Linked DNA regions of Mus musculus: region 1 is linked to region 2. A link is a contact called in public promoter capture Hi-C data. All regions are on one chromosome and are shown on one strand. The core of a region is the stretch at or near the end of the contact, and the rest is flanking DNA. Distances in the headings are between cores, read along the strand shown. Region 1 holds the start of Tnfrsf8 (tumor necrosis factor receptor superfamily, member 8). Region 2 overlaps Vps13d (vacuolar protein sorting 13D).

What was found. Promoter capture Hi-C pulls out the DNA fragments that hold promoters and counts their contacts.
Region 1: a contact with region 2 is called in a promoter capture Hi-C map of macrophages, with 5 read pairs. The contact joins the promoter of Tnfrsf8 here to the enhancer-like site in region 2. A contact is called at or near these places in 5 of 39 promoter capture datasets (the C10 cell line, embryonic stem cells, liver and 2 more), 1 of 115 datasets of contacts at active chromatin or transcription factors (embryonic stem cells) and 4 of 9 other capture datasets (adipose tissue, embryonic stem cells, liver and 1 more).

What each region holds. Positions count from the first base shown.
Region 1 is chr4:145,313,418-145,317,057 of GRCm38.p6, forward strand. Tnfrsf8 (tumor necrosis factor receptor superfamily, member 8) reads right to left here and starts at 1,747. Exons shown (of 13, transcript NM_009401.3): 1 at 1,605-1,747. The coding sequence starts at 1,667.
Region 2 is chr4:145,095,515-145,098,689 of GRCm38.p6, forward strand. It overlaps Vps13d (vacuolar protein sorting 13D), which reads right to left. Exons shown (of 70, transcript NM_001276465.1): 42 at 2,497-2,649; 43 at 672-807. Among named protein-coding and RNA genes, the nearest start is that of Vps13d, 98 kb to the right of the region's middle. Within about 2 kb of position 1,402, at least 54 of the 459 cell types and tissues checked have an H3K27ac peak or open chromatin away from gene starts, as enhancers often do. A contact at or near this core is called in adipose tissue and macrophages, where this site is marked.

The sequences.
Region 1 (3,640 bases), core at 497-2,996, 220 kb after region 2:
CAAAAAAAAAAAAAAAAAAAAAAAAAAGCAGTTGGTAGTACATGCCTTTAATCTCAGCACTCAGGAGACAGAAGCAGGCTGACCTCTGTGATTTCAAGGCCATCCTGCTCTACCGAGTGAATCTCAGGACAACCAGGGCTACGCAGAGAAATCCTGTCTCGAAAAATAATTAATTAATTGAAATAAATAAATAAAAAGAGAAACCCCTATATATTTCTATAAAAGTGATCCAAATACAGATATGCTTTTATAGATGCTGTAAATAGCAGTAAAACAAGAACATGCTTACAGCTTAGAAGATATTGGTATAAAACAATTAGCTCTATCATAGCATTTATACTTTTTTGTTTGGGGGCATTTTCACACATTCCAGGTAGTAGTAAGTACACGGCTTTAATTGTAAAACATGTTTTCACAGGCCTGTGAGATGGTTCTGTGGGTAAAGGCACTAGCTGCCAAACCTGATGACCTGAGTTCTATTCCTGGAACCCACAGGGTCAAAGGAGAGAACCAACTCCCAGAGTTGTCCTTAAACCTACATACTCATGTAAGAATGTGCCATGCCCTGATCAAAAAATGTTTCGACTTAGTAGGAGAAAAGAAACCAAACCTCCCCACTTTCACATCCTACTTTTTCCTTCATCTTCCAGGGTCCTTGTTGCTCCAAACTCTTACCTTCCCCGAATGAGGGCTTCGGGCATGGGGGTGAGGTAGGGTAGGACGGCTCCTCTGCTCACTTCTGCCCTCTGCAGGGCAGGTGTCACACTGCCCACTGGAGATGAAAGGGACACCTTCCTACCATCTCTCTCCTGCCCTCTCTCCTCCCTTGTCTTCACACCTCTCTAGCAGAGACACCTCATGTCCAGCAAGCCTGCTGCTGTCCCTTGTCTCCCTCCCCCAGCTACCATTCAGCCATGCACTTTTTTCTTCCATGTAGACCTTAGGTTCCGTAAAGAAGATTATCTGAGTGGCTCTTCAAAGTCCTGTCTCCTTCCCACACACTAATGCCTAGTGTGGCATTGGCCCCTAGGAATTGTTCAGTTTTCCTAACTCATTGACCAGACTTATTTCTGGGGCTTTCAACTATAGAACCAGAGACAGCACTGACTTGCTCCTGGGACAAATATCCACCATGTGCTTGCTCCAGGGCACCCAGCCCACATCACCAGCTGGCCAGACCCCCACCTTTGCTCTCATTCACCCCCTCCTCTCTTTCCTCAGCCCTTCCAGCCTACGGATGCACAAACAACCCGTTATCATCCTCTGGCAAAACAAGGGCATACTCAAGTTTCTCTATCCAGGACCCCCTCTGGGGCAGCAGTAACAGAACAGGAAAGGAACAGCTTTCTCTTGCTCCGGGTTCAACTCACGGATAATGAAGGAGCAAACTGCTCCCAACTATCGACTACCTGCGTTTGTGACGAGAGAAGCTCTAACTTTACTCTTCAGTTATCCACCCACCTGTGGATGCTTGCATATTTTAGTTGCCTCCTGTGCCCCCTCACTCTAGTTTGAGTTGGGGAATAAGGTGAGAGGTTGCCTTGTCCTCCTTTACTCTAGCCACTGCTCTCGCACAGTGTCCGGGGCTACTGTCATTCCCTTACCGTTGGGAAGGCTTGAAGCATCCCCAGGAACAGCAACCCCGCTGCGGTGAGTAGGGCGCTCATCTTGGCTTCCCGAGTCTCCAGCGCCTGGCCACCTGCCGGCACCCTGACTCTCCCGCGGTGAAATCACTTCTAATGTGACTGCGCCTTCCTAACCCTTCTTCGGGTTCAGCCCTAATCCTTCCCTCCCCCACCCTCTTACCACCTGTGATGCAGCGATCTGCCTGCCTGTGAAGCCTAAGAGAGAAGGGGCCACCACGTGCAGAGATGACTCAGGGCTAGCCACAGCGCACGCACGCAGGGGGCTCCCCTGCGTTTTGAATGATCCGCCCCGGATTTGAAGAGGAACCGGGAAGCCGGCTCAGCTCTAAAGGTACAGGACTCAGGAGTCTGAGAGGTACAGAATCCTGAGGCCTCTAGCCCCATTCCCCACCCCCAGGAAGGGTGAGATTCTAAGCCCACATCATCAGGATTCTTTGGAAGGGACAGAGTGAGGAGAGTTTCGAGAAAAATGAGCACTTCTTCATTGTAACATTTGCTGTAAAGTAAAGCCAGCCCTGCACGGGGAATGAATGGGCGAATAGAGAACAAATGGATGGAAGTGTGGGTGGGAGGATGAGGGAATGGATGGATGGGTAGATGGGTGAGGAAGATGAGAACAAATGCATAAATGGATGAGGGGATGGATGAATTGATGGATGAGTGGAAAGAGAACACGTGGATTGGAATATGGATGGATGGATGGATGGATGGATGGATGGATGGAAGCAAGGAAGGATGGATGGGCAGATGGGGTAGGTGAATAGAGAACAAATGAGTGATGAAGTGGACGGATGGTAAATGGATGAGAGGGTCACAGAATGAAGGGATGGGTGGATGGATGAAAAGATATCTGTGAATGGTTAAGTGAGTGGGAGGGTTGGGGAATGAATGAAGAGATTAGGTAATGGATATATGGATGGATGGGTAGATGGATGAGTAGGTAGATGATGGGAGGACTGATGAGATGAGGGAATGAATGGATATGGGGTAAAGGGGAAATGGATGCATAAAGCAATAGATGGATTAGTGGATGCCTGCATGGAGCATGGGTAGGCAGGTGGGTGGACTGACCAGTGAACGAACTATGTGAAGACTAGGGCATATGTTAATCAATCCACAGGTATCCCTGCCCTTTTTTGCCTGGTGGATATAGCTGGCACCCTGGAGCCTCACCTGAAGTCTGCCTTATTCTATTCCCCAAGCTGCTGTTCGAATGTGGGGCTCCTCGGACTCCAGGCTCTCCTGATTGCTTCTGTGAGTACTGGCAGCACATGGTCACTGCTGAGCACTGACTAGCAGGTGCTCACTGCTTTTGTCTGGTATTGCTTTGTTTTCAAACATAGAAACCAACACCGAGAAAACAGGCATGCTACCTATGTGCTCTAAAGATGGGAGAGTGGCTTCTTTCAAGCCCAGAATGATGCAAGGGCCTTTTGGCTTCCACATTTTAGTCTAGCTTTCAGTGTTGTTAGAGATTCCCACAGGGCACCAGCTGCCACTTCCTACCAGGATTTTCCAAAGTCCCTACGAACTTTCCATTTCACACATAGGCCTCTTTGAGGTCCACATCCTACCTGGAAAATCCACCCCTAATGTGCCACTTCCATAGAGCCACTCCAGACCCTCCCCTCCCTGATGATGAAAGATCCAGCTTCGAATAATCACAGGGTCAGGAAGGGGCAGAGGAACCTGGAGCCCATGCTTCCCAAAATGCAGCAGGTGTTCACAATGAACTGGTGCAGGTAAGACACTCACGGATGTAGCATCCAAATAGCTTGCACCAGCTTGAACCAAATAAAAAACACACATTGTGAAAGTCCAACCTTCCTAGTAACCAAAGGCATGCAAATGAAAGCAGCCTTTGTTAGTCTTCTGGGCCTTCAAGTCATTTGTGGGGTTTTTAATTCATAATAATAGTTACGGGGGAAAGCGAGAGAAAACAGAACTTCATTCTTCTGTACTGACTAGTGGTGCAACCGCTCTCAGAAAGCATC
Region 2 (3,175 bases), core at 152-2,651:
AGGACCATGGAAGAGCAATATAATATGAAGATGCATGCAAATGGTAAAGCTTAATTATACATAAAGAACAGCCAAGACAGTTGGCCCTCTATATACACAGGGCTCACATCCTCAAACTCAACCAAGCCCAGACCATTTGATGTGTGGTCAGGCCTACTATGGTCACACATACAATCTCTCTCCTCATCTCTAGCTTCTAAATAATACAGTATTAGCAACTGCTTCCCACAGTACTTTTGTGGAAATGTGATCTCTAGATCACTTGAAGTTTACTGGAAGATACGCATAGACTGTGTGCAAACACTCTGCCATAAAAAAATAAAGACTTGAGCACCAACGATTTGGGTCTGGGGTGGGGCAGGTGAAACCTTGAAACTCATCCCCCATAGACAGAGGGAAGTTTCCCAGACTATGATCAGAGAAGAAGATATCTACCTACATGAAACAACATGTTGCTGCCAAATTCCCACCTCGTTTTCTACTGATGTCAACCATTAGCTGGCTGATCTTCATATTGATTCCTAACACTCACTCCTGAGACAATACTCTGATGTTTTTCTTCTTAGACACAGGGGAGCAAAGCACTTCAACAGAGCAAGGTTATTGCAAGCTTCACTGTGTAACAACCTGGCCTGGCAGAGTGTGCATGACACCAAACAGCAGCCACTCACCGTAGAGGAAGAGGAATTTTTGTCTGGTGCTGCATATCGGAAGAAGGTCCCGACCTTGTCCACAGACACTGGGCTCACTTGCTCCCAGCCATTCACTCGAACTTGCAGCTGATGGATGCGCAGGTCGTGAGTATGTCTGTCAAGAGGATCAGAAAAGGCCCAGTCTCAAAAAGACAGGAAATTAGGAGCAGAGACTCCAACCTGATTGTATTTTATAATGATGTAAAAGCCAGTTAAGCCTTCTCAGCATTACCTGGTGAGAGAAGTCAGGAAGACAGTTTAACTGGCTTTTATGCTGACGGCTACTGGTGAGATGCAGAAGGCCTGGAGCAAGGGGCATCTGCCCTCTTCTCATAAACCATGAAAATCTGTATGCTTGCCAGAGGGCTCCCAGCAGCACCTACCTAATCTTCATGAAATAATGTCAGTGGCAATCAGCTGAATGGAATGATCAGAGTGTCCTGGCCATTGAATCACGTAACCATGCTCTTGGGGTACGTAAGCTTTGTCTTTTTAGTTCCTTTGTTGAAAATTCTACTCCTCTAAGGAACACATCCAGTTTTTTGGCTCAGGCCCTACACAACCACAGACAGGCCTGGGAGACAGTGCCCTTGGAGTTAAGAGTGTACAAGCGCTCAGCTGAAACTGGAGCAGAAGGCAGTGGGCAGAACAGAAGGAATAGGAGGAAATTGCACGTTTAATTCTATTTTAGATTTTGCCTAATTCAAGCCAGAAGGCTGAAGCTGAAATGGGGAACTGAACTTGAGGCTGACAGGAAGGGAGGAGGGCAGCATAGGGACAGTATGCCAAGGGGAAAATGCCAAAAAATGCATTTATTTTGATGAGTTCAAGCAGTACAGTGGGTTACATGGAAACTAAGATGGAAATGACACCAAGCCCTCTCTGATGCAAGAGGCAGGGCTTATTGAAAGATACTATTAACAAGAGCTTCCTGAAGCACAGGGCACCCTGAAAATGTATCCAGCATAGAGATTTTACCCCCACCCCCAAAGGACTCCCAGAGACCCAGACCCATACATTCAAAACCCTCACCAGTCAGGACTAACCCGTGCAGGCAGAACAAGAGGAAGAAAGGCTTTGTTGTGAGGGAGGTTTGCATATGGGCTCAGGCCTGAAGCCAGCCTCTTCCACTTCAGCTTCCCAGAATCAGTCCAAGGCTCAAACACTAAGCCTTCACCTATTTACACCCTAGACAGCCTTTCCATTTAAAAATACTTGCAAATAGTGAGGTAATACCTTACTGGACATTTTATTATCTTTCAGGAAATGGAATTAAAGCCTTCATCTGTATTTGTGCCAAGTCCTCTAGCTGGCTGCGCCAGGAGTGACTGGGTCAGCAGTACCCCTTGAAGAGGTAATCGTACACTGCTTGCTTTTCCTAGCTCTGCATCCTGGGCCTATCTGCTCACAGAAAGTGTGCGGCATAAATGTATCTTAAGACTGAGATAATCAAGCTTGAGAACTGCACATCATCCACTTGGGCAGCTTTCAGGCTCGGTCGCCTACACAGAGACCCGGACAGGGTTTAATGGAGCTGAGTGTGAGTATGTACCTAGCTTTTGTCCAAACTCTGAAATACTTAGTTATCTTCTCACACACCAAGAAAATGGGAATAGAAAGAAATGTTTTTCCAAGATGGCATGACAGCCTATATTCTAAGAGGAAACAGTCACTTTCAAAGTATCTTTGAACAACAAAACATTCAAGTCAGTGAAAGACAAATAGTGAAAGACAAAACACCAGGGACAAACATTTATATCCATGCCATGAAATCCATGAAAAAGAATAAACAACCATATTTTACCTGTGTCGTAACTTTCCTCTGGCTTCAAATTCAAAGGGAATCTCTTCACCTGTGAGGACTTCTCTCCATTCACTGACATTGTGTGCATCATCCAGGAATGCTCCATTCCCTTCTGGAACCACCCCAGGACTCCCACTGTGAGACAGTGCAGCCCTGGAACCAAATCAAATGACAGGTTGTCCCTTCAGCCTTACCCTCCCTACTATCTCTACAGGAGTTCTGAGCCACTAGGAAATCAGCCCTCCCATAACTGACTGACTGCAGTGGCATGATATAACCTGGTTGTTCTTTGTGACCCAAGAAGGACCCGAGAGCAAGTGGCTTCAGCTACTTTCCGGCTCTGTCACAACTAAACATCTTTGGACGTTTAGAAATAGACTGAAGTAATGCTGAGCATTGTACAGCATACTTACAACCTCGGCTGAAGAATGAGAATGACTGTAAAGCCAGCCTGTGCAATAGGGCAAATTTTAGGCCAGCCTGGGCTGCATAGTGAAACTCTGTTTCAAATAATGTTTTTCAATAGAAGAAAGTGTGTGTGTGTGTGTGTGTGTGTGTGTGTGTGTTACATCATGGACATATGTGCATTTGGAGCACAGAGGTTAATATCAGGTGCCTTCATCAATCACTCTCTATCTAATAATTTGAGACAGGGTTTCTTATAATATAACCTAGAACT